Linked DNA regions of Hordeum vulgare: region 1 is linked to region 2. A link is a contact called in public Hi-C data. All regions are on one chromosome and are shown on one strand. The core of a region is the stretch at or near the end of the contact, and the rest is flanking DNA. Distances in the headings are between cores, read along the strand shown. Region 1 holds the start of LOC123412896 (BTB/POZ domain-containing protein At1g30440-like). Region 2 has its middle 180 kb from the start of LOC123412143.

Region 1 (6,111 bases), core at 555-3,054, 240 kb before region 2:
ATTAACGTGCTTGACTTCCCAACTTCTAGACTTTGTATGCACAGAGAACATGTACTTAAAATATCCATGGTCAGAATTGAAAATAATAATCAAGTTCATATGTCACAATTGCTTCTCTCTCTTCTAAATACAATTTAGATGTATTTAGAAGTGTTGATCAAGTGATGTGCCCAATAAAGATGGTTCTAAAAAAAGATTACACTTAAATAGGATACAAGAGACCACATAAGAGATTAGCTATAAGCCTTCTAACCGTAACAAAAAAAAAGAATCTCAAGGTTCAGATTTGTAGCAGTTTATATTGCAGGACTGGTATCTGACGGAGTAATGCTCAGCGTGATTGTGATGAGAGAACAGAATTTGGAGCAATCAATATGGCACATTTAGTGCTCAACATGTGCAGCTCCAACAAGTACCGAACATAAGAACGACCGGGAACAAAAGTCAGGTGATATTTCTCAAGGAAGGGGGCAATAAATGCTAATCCAGGACAAGCATTCTGCACGGTGACCATCTATTTACCCACCACTGCCTTGATCTCAATAACACCCAAAAATGGTACTATAAAAGGTAGGTTCCATTTTTTCCACGAACAGATGAAGTCCTCCAACACGGTATGCGCATCGAATGCATCGAAGTGACAGTCTTAGCATAATGATATTGATTAACAGGCTGTCTTTGGATAACTGGTAGGGAGTCCTCCCAGAGAGTTGCGTCGGCTTAAAAACAAAAACGTTTGTAGTTTTCCTAGCTGGCCTGGGCTCGATGTTTTGATTAGAGCCTTCCATCCAGAAGGAGTTGGTTAGCATATTATAATCAGTACCACAGATGAAGCCAACAGGAAGAGGTTGGGCCATGGCCGCATGGGAGCTTCTAGTACACACACATGTCACCTATTCAATTATTTTCCCACTTTCTGAAAGTACTAATGGCACATTTCCTACAGTGTCAGTTATGGCAGCAAACTGAGCAAGTAATGAAAACATTGCACGGATTAAAAGGTGTAGCAACTCTAATAAGATGTTAAAATTGTCATCTGCAACCATGAGGAACTGTGTAACTGTGCAGGTTAGACATGTCAGAGGATCATGTTGGGGGGAATGAAGAGAGAAAGAGAGAAGCTGTTCATACCAGTCTTGGCCCTGCTTCCTGAACACATCAGCCCTTGATCCCAGCTTGAGGCAGGCCATGTTAGTAGTCCCAGGTTCCTATGGATGCTGCACTACATGAACGAGGCAGCCGGTTGCTTGGGATCAAAGGCAGAGAGATTCCGCCGGCCCCCCGCACACACTGGAACCAAATCCTCGAGAAACTGAGGAAAAGAAAAGAAAAGGAAGCCACTTTCCCCACGCACGCACGCAAAACCTCAATCTAGCCCAAAATCCCCCGAGACGATGTGGAAGGCGAGGAGCGTCCAGACTACGCGGAGAGCCGACACGAGATTGCAGACCCGCCAGTGAAGAGGAGAGGGAAGGAGAGGTTCCGGCGACCTCTGGAGACGTGGAAAAGAAGGGCCGGCCGGACCTTTGGATAATTGTGACGCCTAAACCCACCCGCCGCGATGGATTGTCCCGCCCAAGATCCCGACTCGACGAAGGTCCGGGAAGAAGAAGGTGAGGAAGAGAGGTGGATGACCAGTGGTGCCGCCGGAGGAGGGGGAGGAAGGTTTGTTGGTTTGTTTGTTTATGATGAGGAGGAGGAGGGTGGGGGAGTAGGAATGTTGTGGCAGGCAGGGAAGGGGATCCAAGAACATTCTCTTCTTTGGCTGGGTGTACTGGACTTGGACTACTAGTACCACTGCTGTGGTGCGGATTTGGGTGGGCTTCACAGCTTCCTATGGAGAAAAGGACACCCAACGGGAAGGAAGGAGAGGAAGGCAGCCAGGCTGTGGGCCCAGAGCCGGCAGGCCCAGAATCCACTTTGGCTGCATTATAGTATTTCTATCTTTTTTAGGGACCAATCTATTCATCGTCAGTCAATCGTACCACTACAACGAGCCCGAAAAGTAGTAAACACTATATTCAATTTTATAGATCATCTAACGACGACTACAAGAACTGAATCGAACCGAATATGCGTCGCTGTTATTGCCCCTTCATCGTCAGATTCGTGCAAAACTTGTTGGAGTAGACAATAAGGAAGTCGTCGTGCTAAGACTTCATAGGACCAACGCACTAGAACATCAACCACCTCGATGAAGAGACACATAGATCGGACGGATCCAACCTCAAGACACACGGACATAGACAAATGAAGACCGGATCTGAGCAGATTCACCAAAGGTTACCATCGATTGGATCCTTTGTGTGTGAGCCTCCGACACCCCTACCCTACCTGTCAGCCAGGGAGAACAAGACAAGCCACGGACCGGATGAGTCAGGCGGCCCAGCACACGCTACACGGGCCAAGAATGGGCCAGCACGGTCCAATCTACTACTTAAGCCAGCTACCACGACGGGTCGATCATCTAGTGAATGAGGCAACACCCATGCGGCGGCAACCCTAGTTCTTGTGTTCTAGTTAGCCTCCCTCGATTCCCAGCTTCTCCAAATTCGTGTGATCGGTCTATATTGCTACTACTTTAGAGAGTGAATAGATCGAATTGCCACTACCTTCCATCGCTACTCTAACATCTGGTATTAGAGACCAATTGTCCATCCCAATCCGTTCGTGCTGGCACATCTCGTCGAGACCAGAAGCTTGCGTCAAGGTCTTTCATGGTTGGAAGCCATGGATCCCAACATGTTGGCCTTCGACGAGCTGCTGGCTTGGTGGCCGGATCTAGAGCACCGCGTGGCAAGTCTTGGCGATGCAGTCGCGGCACCGCAGCTGGCGCAACCGCCTCCTTGCAAAGCGGGGAAAGAGGATCAAACAACCCACGCGCAACAACATCCCCTGCCTGCAATAGAGGACGTCTGCACCGGTGAGGGACAATAGCTCAGGTGCGACTTCTTTCCATCGAATTGGAAGGAGTGTGACGTTTTTCGACATAATAGCTCTCGTGCGACGGTTTAAAGGAAGAAAATAGCTCACGGCCACATATGCGTTAAAACCTTAGTCAACTAGTCCAATTTGCGTTAAGACATGTCCTAACTAATTTGCCCCCAAATTAATTAGCACCACATCCCGTCAAACTGCCCGACCTGAACTGTTCGAAACTGCCCGCGCTCCATTCTTCAGCTCCCGCGGCGGCGGCGGCGGCGGCGGAGCCCTCTTTCTCGGCGGCGGCGGAGCCCCCTTTTGGTGGCGGCGACCATGGTGGTGAGTGAATTCGATACTCTAGTCCCAATCCCCTCCGCTTGTTTGTAGATCTAAGCTCTCTGTTTTGCTTGTTGAAATCGATAGAAGGTGAGAGGGGGCGGCGTGGTGAGAGGAGCCCGTGGTCAGGTCGAGAAGGAGCCGCCAGATTCAGCTTCAAATAGGTAATGCGCCTCCCTCCCGCCCATTTGTCAATGCGATTTAAGGCTTCTTTGCTCGTCTCACACTGCCCGCCTATAACAGAGGGGATGCTGTTGAAACCTTCGAATTTGCAATCAATTTCTTTCCATCAACGACAAAATTAGTTGATGGTAGCATTCAGAACATCCAGAGAGACACAATTGTGAAATGGGAGGTTGATTGTGCAGAGATTGATCCCAATGAGCTACAATCGATGGAAGAGAAGGCAGTGAGGAAATTGGTGGAGAAAATTGGGGAAACTGTGCTTTGGGGTCCAGAGCAAGAGGTTTCACTATTGCAGTATGATGATTTCAAAGGAGAGTATGTCAGAATTGAAGATGGTGAAGATATTGTTGATGAAATCGATAGGCAAGAGGGCTGGGCAAGCCTCAGGGCTGAATTTTTTGCTGAGCTCGTTGATCTGAATATTGACTCGAAGGTGGGTTATGTGCCGTCACACTTGGCTATGCAGAAGGCAGATGATGATTGGGCTTCACAGAGGCATATCGTTCCCATTATTATTGATCTGACAGTAATAGCCGATGGGGCTAATGCGGATGCAGAAGAGGGAAATGTTGATGTTGTTGATTGGAATGCATTTGAGTTGGAGGAGCCTACTGATTTGGTCATTGCACCAATTGCTGACACTGAGATGGCCAAACTATTTGGCATTCCAGTCGATGACAGAGATGAGGAGGAGAGGGATGAAGCTAATACTAGTGATAATGATGACAGAGAATTGAGTGAAGATGTAGATGAACAGTTGATGGAGGATGCTGCAGATGATGTAGATGATACACATGATGAAGAGCTGGTGCATGTGTATGACAAGGAAAACCCTGTCATTCGAGTGGGGAAGTTGTGGCCAAACATGGATGAGTTCAGGTTGTCTTTCAAGACTTATGCAGTCAGACATCAGTTTGATGCCAAGACATTTTCGACTGATAGAAAGAAGTTTTATGCTAAGTGCAGAGGTTTTGATGGTAGTGGTAAGAGGGCTTGCAAGTGGTACATATCTGCTAGACTGCAACCTGATGAAAGTACTGTCAGGGTTAACCAATTCCCTTATAAACATACTTGTCTGACAAGTTCACAGAAAAAATCAAGCATGACATCACATATTTGGGTTGCAGAAAAGACAACTCCAATTTTGGCCAAAACACCCAACACTACTGCCGAAAGACTCCAAGTAGACTTGGAAAAGTTGTACCCCATTAAACTGCATTTTACCACAGTGTGGAAGGCTAACAAAGGGCAATGAAGCATTTGTATGGTGATTGGGCAAACACATTTAGGCTGCTTTTCAATTTCAAAGCAGAGGTGGATAAAAGGTCACCTGGAAGTGTTGTTGAGATAGATACCGAGGTATCAGAGTATGGCAAGGTTTATTTCTCCAAATCATTTATGGCTTTAAAGCCTTGTATCGATGGCTTCAAAGCAGGATGTCGTCCATATTTGAGCATAGACTCGTCATTTTTGACAGGCAAGTGGAATGGTCAGTTGGTAGCATGTAATGCTCTAGATGGACATAACTGGATGTTTCCAGTTGCTGTTGGCTTGTTTCAGTCAGAGACAGAGGCTTCATGGACATGGTTCATGATGCAGTTGAAAAGATGCTTAAGGCTAGTGTCACCTTTGGCAATACACACACATGCATGCAAAGGTCTGGAAAATGTAGTTAAAATTGTGTTCCCACATGCTGAGCAAAGGGAGTGCTTCGGCCATTTGTGGATGAATTTAATCAAAAAATTCAGAGAAGATGAATTTGGGAGAATGTGGCCAGCAGCAAGATCTTACACTAAACAGACACATTCATATCATCTTAGTAAGGTAATGGCAACATGTGAGGAGTTTGATACATGGTTGAACACCTACCATTCTTTATTATGGTACAGGTCAGGATTCAACACTGCCATCAAGTGTGATCATATCAACAACAATTTGGCAGAAATTTTCAACAACAAGGTGAAGCAGCTAAAAGATTTGCCTATGCATGGCATGGTTGATCAAATCCGGATCATGCTCATGCAGCTGTGAGAATTGAGAAAAAAGATTGGTGATTGTCTGCAAGGTGATAAACTTCCAACAGTGGTGCAACAGGTGGTCAACAGAAGCAGAGGTCTTACACATTTGTCTGTTGAAAAATCATCACTATGGGGTGCTGAAGTTAGAGATAACAAGACTGGAAGGAGGCATGTTGTTAACACCGACTTGCATGATTGCAGTTGCCTCGAGTGGCAGGCCACTGGTAAACCATGTGATCATGCCATTCTATTCTTAGTCGGTCAGCCAAAGATAAATATGCATCCATATCTGCATGAGTATTATTCGGTAGCAAAATTCAAAGCTGCATATGCAACTCCAATTCCACCTCTTACAAATCAGAAGCAGTGGCCAGAAGTGCCGCTTGAATTTTCCATGTGTCCTCCTCTGACAAAAAGAAAGGCAGACAGACATAAACAGAGTAGATTCAAAGCATGGTTTGAAAAAGGTGGGAGTAGTAAGAAGGGCAAGAAGGACAAGAAATATGCAAAGCCAAAAAGGGCTCAAAAGGGTAACAAAAACAGATGCAAGAGGTGCCAAATACTTGGGCACAGAGAGGGATCTAGACTATGCATTTTCTCTCCTCCTAATCCCAGAAAGTATGTGCTTGTTTATTTGTGTTTGTTCATA
Region 2 (6,392 bases), core at 941-3,440:
ACATAATGACTTATTGGCAGTAGACTTTTATAACTTGATGATGGACAATATTGATGAAGTTGCCGATAAACGTTTGGTTGCTTTAAAGGCCATAGGGAGAGACTAGTTGAGAGTGGCAAGAGCTTATAATAAAAAGGTCAAGTTGAAGAATTTCCAAATTGTCGATCTCGTGTGGAAAGTGATCCTACCGATTGGTTCAAGAGATAGGAAATTCAGGAAGTGGTCTCCAACATGGAAAGGTCCTTATAAAATTACGAGAGTAGTTCGCGGAAACTCATATTTCATGGAATCCATTCAAGGGACAATGTTACCTCAATCTCTCAATGGCAAATATCTGAAAAAATACCACCCTAGTGTGTGGCAAGAAACCTAAATAAGCAATGGCCGATATATGATTATCACCCTCAGTACAAACATGACCAATACATGACTATCGCCCTGATAAGAATAAACGGCCGATGGAGTGTTGACATCGACCTTAGAACAAATACATTGCAGATTATTTTTCGGCATACAAGCTTTGCCGAAAAACAGGGGGGGCATGTGTTGACACCAGATTCTGACATGGAAGAAAACATTATTAAGATGGATTCAAATAAAGAAGCCATCTACATAAAAAAGGTCGTAGTGTTGACATGAACATTTTTGAAGTTTGGCCCGTCATTGTCCGGTCTCATCTCGAAGGCTGAAACTGTGCTCAAAGTGTTGAGGTTTCAGTACTGTTCGGACGATTAAGCCATCAAGATGACCTCATCTGAAAAAATGTTCGATACAGATTGTCTTTGTCTCGTCAAAACGATCGGTTTTGATATAAAAATTATCCCAATCCAAAATCGTATGCAAAAGTTAGAGCCATCGAAGTACGACCCTATCACGGGGCGAAATGTGGCGCGAGAGATCAGACAACTGTCTGCTTGGTCGCGCGGGCTGTTCGGCCTTCAAGACGGCCTCTAATGGAAAAACATAAAACACAAAAAAGTTTTGTCTCGTCGATCGGATCGATTTTGATATATAAATCGTCTCAATCGAAGGTTGTATGCGATTCTATGATAGACACAAGGAGCAAGACACGAGTTTGTGCCAGATTCGTGTCGAATCCGAGTTAGACCATAATTAGGACTCGACGACGTAGTTTGTTATAATTTTCTTGTGACAAAAGCCTATATGAATCCTTTGCTTGTACTGGAAATTGAGTTGCCTCTTATTTATATTAAAGATGATGGCTGATTGAAAGAACACAATCGAACCAATCTATCTACTAGTTTTCGTGTTCATCTAATTTTATCTCCTACCCTTGTACTTTCTTTCTCGTTCTTCGATCATTTTTTTAAGGGCAGCGATCCATAAGGCCCTAGGGGTGGTCAGATCGACCTAGGGCAGCCCATAGCCGCTGTGCGCCCACACGGGGTCCTTTCCGAACGTGTGGGGTTTCGGGCTTACAAAAGCACCCTCCGGATTGCGTGCGTGCCGCGTTTTTGGACGGGTATCTTTGACGTAAGCTGCGGTGCATCACCCCGGCATCGAGGGTACACGATGACGTGTTCGTGTGCGAACAAGCGGACAACTATTTTTTCATTTCCGTTAGTTGCTTGATAGGCTCTTGATTTTCATTCTGTCTGTCCCTCTCCTCCAATGTCCAAACTCACGGACAGCCAAGCCAAAGATAACGGGAGAAGATCTTTGGACAGAAAATGGGAGGGGACGAAATGGTAATAGGCGTGTTTCTTATTATTACACTATAAATATCAACCGTTGGCTACTGCGTTTTTGGCCTTTTCCCTCCGCGTGGTCCACAATCACAGCAGGAAATGTGGCCACTCGTAAGTCCTAAACGCACACCCGCAAGAATCCATAGGTTTCAATGTCTGTCGACAAGTTCTTGCATGTTCGAGACCGAAAGGTCTGGTGGAGATGATTGAGATCACCGACGTGCGGTGCAACTGGGGACAAACCGAGAGATTTTGGGGAGATTGGCACTTCCATCCAGAAACAACTGGAATCACGTCGCAGAGCAGGGCCTAAACATTCCATGTTCCATTTTTAAATGTTACGTATTTTTATTTCTGATTTTATTTCCATGTTCGATGGGCAAACCACGGAATTTGCAGAAACAGAAACTACTATACTACTAAACCGTAGGACCGTAGGGGTAGCACTAGACACTAGGCGCACTGTTGATCACTTTTGCATGTCTTGTGGCAACGCAAAAGGTTGTGGATTCTGCGAGGGCAGCCGCGCATGATTAGCACCATACCATGCTTCCTTCAATCCATGCACCCTTTCACCTAGTGTCTAAGGCATGAAAGATTCCGAGACACGCAGGACATGCTTTTTTTTATTAAGAACAATTTCAACGCGTGATGCCAAAAGCACGTCCATTTGATCCGGATTCGATTCGTTTAGGAAGGTAAAATGAATGTTAATATCCGGTTCAGATCATCCGTGGGTCGGGGCACCCAATCACATCCCCAGCTTGTCTGTATTTGACTTAAAAAAACACATCAAAAAGGCATTGAAAATATAAAAAAAACATTTCACAATAGGTTAAAACATAAATAAGGTAATTTAAAAGTCCATCATAGTCGCGACCCACCCACAATATTTAAGATATAATTTAAAAACGTAAAAAAGAAGATAATGTGGCCACCCCGCATGCCACAAAAGCCTTCGTAACTGACCAAATTGTCGTCGTCGCCGTCTTCACGTGCCACCATCCTCGTCGTCGCTTGTCAGGTTGATGTGATGGGGCGGTGGCCTCCAGAATGGGTCGAGCGCGTGATGTGCAGGCTGTAGCGGCGACGACGGCAACAAAAGTAGTGGTGGTGGCGGTGACGACGACGCCCATGCATGCTCCTCCGTGGCCTCCTTCACCTCCATCTTCACCTCCTGCTTCACGTCCAACTCCGGCACATAGACGTCTTCGGCGGCTGACATCTTGGGCATCTTCTGCAGGCCCTCCCATTCCTCCTCCTCGTGGCACTTGTACTCTCGCTCGGAGTCCTCCATGACGGCCTGCACGAGCCGCTCCTCCTCCTCGGCCATCATGGCAGGAGGCTGCGGGGGCAACGACGATGAAGAGGGAGAGGGCGTTAGCGTTTGGCCGCGCACCCGCATGCGGCTGCGCGCTCTGGGCGGGCTTGGTGTGCACACACGAGGCACACGGGGCGGGCTACGACCACGACCGACAAAAAAGGTTTGCCAACTCATGTCGTGCTCGTCGTGGAACCATGTGTCCCATATGGGCGAGTCAACGTCGTATCTGCGATCGGCAAGGTGCTGTCATGGAATCCGAGCGCGACGATTGGCAATCTCCTGGAGGTGAGCACGACCGCTCACCGGGACAGGAGGAATGGGCACCCGATCAACGATCCGATCACACCCATTGAGGAGGTGGGCATCTGACCATGGCATCGGGGTGCCGGTCTCCCAGTACCGACGGTAGATGGCGACCTTGACGTAGGGTCGAAAGTTTGGCGCGGTCGTCGTAGGGGATATGGAGAAGGATACCGGCGAGGTGGAGTGGTTTGTCGCACTTCCAGACTAGGCAGATCATGACCCCGCCTCATGCTCGTGCTTGGTCTTCTTGTTGGGGTGCCACTTCGAGAACCCCATGGCCGGTGGGGAGAGAGGTGGCAGTGACGCTAAGCTAGGGTTTGGTGTCTACGGTGGAGGGATCAATAAAGATGGTAGGGAAGTGGAAATGGATGGGGAGGTGGAAGTCCATGGCTTAGCCATAGAAAAGGACGTGGGCAGGGCGTGTGGTTGGATACCATGCTGGTCCTCCCATCCGTGTCCGCTTACTGGGTTAGGTGCGTGATTGTTGGATGGCCGACACACATGCCCGAGGCGGACGCCAAGAGGCTGCATTCCCTTTCGTTCTCAATCCGTCCGAGCGCAAAGCGAAACCAAGTTTGCGCCCACAATGGGGCAAACCGGACTAGAAACACACATATTTTTTGCATGAAGCCGCGCGTTGGGCCGACTCGTCTGTCCGTTTGGGCCCAAATGGACAAAGCCAACCAATTTGGGATCACGCATTAGAGTTGCTCTAACCCGCGCATTAATCTAGTTTCATGCTTTCTTTTCCATTTGTCTGTGTTTTTCTACTAAATTGCCAAAAATCATTACTGTTGCATCGAGTACCGCAGAAAGCCACAAAACGTTAACAAATTGTGCCACATCCTATTGATTATTGTCCCAAGTAGGCAGGCCCAAAGCCCCCTAGATCGGGTTCGCCCTCGACCATCAGTTTAGCCCATGGGCCTTGTATGAGAAGACTCTAGAAGCCTTGTCATTCAAGGCAAGGAAGACAGAGCCGTCGGGGACTCCCCTTCACCGACATAATCAACTAGTTAGGTTGTGTAATCCCAGGGGCTCCAATATCTTATATAAGTTGGGGCCGACCTAGTCGTTAGATCATCATACCATCCTTCAGTTTATACATGTACTTTGTACACTTCGATAAAAATATAAACAAAACATGAGTAGGATATTACCTATATCGGAGGGCCTAGACATGAGTAAAATCGTCTCATGTTTCCCCCTGACCTAATCGCCACGCCATGATACTCTACGACACATCTGCCGAAATCATCTCTAATAGTGGTGGCCCATGCAAGGCCGCGAGGTGAATGCAGAGGTGTGATGGGATCTTCGATGGATGCTGGCAGACGTAATCTACGCGTCGAGTCACATGTTAGTCTTCGGCGTTGTCACGCTTGTCGCTGGCTCAAGCGCCTAGATCAGCTAAGTCGAGAACCACACTCCAGGTTAGATCATCAGATTCAACAATCTGAAGTAAGTCGCAGATTCACATGTGGAGTTGATTCTCTAAGGATTGGCGCCATACCAAACCCAGGAGGAGTAGGTCAAAAAATTGACCCACCCACCACCCTCTTGATCGCCAACATTGAAGACCTCATTCACACCCTCAAAGGTCGAACCAAATAGCTTGAATACTAGAACAACGAGATGGGTGAGTCTACGAACGTCGAACTACCAGCCATGACACCTTTATGCCCATGGTAGGAGACCTAGGTCTAGGAGTGTTACATGCTCGACACGCTAGATTTTAGCTTCATGGAAAGCCAGGAAACTGCCCGGGTAGGACTTAGTGATGGAGAGATCGAGGCTCTTGACAAATAGTTAGGCAATCCGATACACAATGCATCCTGACTGAAGCTCTTTTCAGCCATAGGCAAAATGTCCAAGGAAAAGCAATGTCTGGTGCGCAGAGCAACCGAGGTTGCGAACGCCGAGGAGAAAATCAACGCTATTGGAAAGACCATACCGACTACAACCAATGCCATCGTGGCCATGAAGAGCAGGTAGATGGGAGAAGCTATGAAGAACCACATTGAATTTGGTCTATGGACCTACCGCACCCCAGCCAAGAATATGCAGGATGCGAGATGGGACCTATTCGAGATTGATTATCCTCAAGGGCACCGTGACACTACTACGAAAAAGGCTTATAGGGGGCCTTAAATGAGTGGCGGCATGGACACAAATACGCCACTTCTATTTTGGAAATGTAGCAGTGGCGAATGAAAATAAAACCCACCACTAGAATTACGATAGAAGTAGCGAGCACAAATAGTGACCCTCCACTCATAAACACTTTCGAATTTCCTGGCGCGATGAAAGCAAGCAGTGGCGGGCATGACAAAATATCCCACTTGTAACACCATACATGTGGTCCTAGCCCGAACAAAGCCTTTGCAAGCCTCTCTAAGGATAGAAGCGCATATTGGAGACACCCAACATGTGACTAATATCATACACGCAAGTGTGACATGTCGGTAACTGATAATGCACAAGTGTAAGGGATCATTTGTAGCATTTTTCGATAAGTAAGAGTGTCGAACCCAACGAGCAGCTAAAGGTAAAATTAATATTCTCTCAAGTTCTATCGACCACCGATACAACTCTACGCATGCAAACGCTTACTTTACCTAGAACAAGTATGAAACTATTTTGCGGAAAAATAAAGAGCAAGTAAATGAAAGTTAGGGGTTGTTTAGTTAAAAGCTTTTGTGTAACGCAAGAGATAGATTGTCCATAGGCAATTGAATATAACATGTTAGATACTTATTATGTGCAATGAGGGAGAGGCATACGCTAACACACTTTCCATACTTGGATCATATGCACTTATGATTGGACCTCTAGCAAGCATCCACAACTACTCGAAATCATTAAGGTAAACCCAACCATAGCATTAAACATAAAGTCCTCTTTACTCCCATACGCGCACAACTCCCTTACTCGGGTGTAAGTTTCTGTCACTCTCGCCACCCACTATAAGCGAATCATGAACATATTGCAAACCCTCCAGCATGTATCATTCACGTGTGCGCATCACGAAAGGCACCTTAGGACAGCATCACATC

The links. A called contact is a pair of places that touch in the nucleus more often than the background predicts.
Region 1: a contact with region 2 is called in a Hi-C map of leaf, with 6 times the contacts expected there. The contact joins the promoter of LOC123412896 here to the enhancer-like site in region 2. A contact is called at or near these places in 2 of 6 Hi-C or Micro-C datasets (leaf and seedling) and 1 of 1 datasets of contacts at active chromatin or transcription factors (embryo).

Annotation. Positions count from the first base shown.
Region 1 is chr7H:406,306,090-406,312,200 of MorexV3_pseudomolecules_assembly, reverse strand. It overlaps LOC123412896 (BTB/POZ domain-containing protein At1g30440-like), which reads right to left and starts at 1,804. Exons shown (of 4, transcript XM_045105856.1): 1 at 1,132-1,804. The coding sequence starts at 1,190.
Region 2 is chr7H:406,064,384-406,070,775 of MorexV3_pseudomolecules_assembly, reverse strand. No RefSeq gene overlaps it. Among protein-coding and RNA genes, the nearest start is that of LOC123412143, 180 kb to the right of the region's middle. Within about 2 kb of position 2,190, at least 2 of the 3 cell types and tissues checked have open chromatin away from gene starts, as enhancers often do. A contact at or near this core is called in leaf, where this site is marked.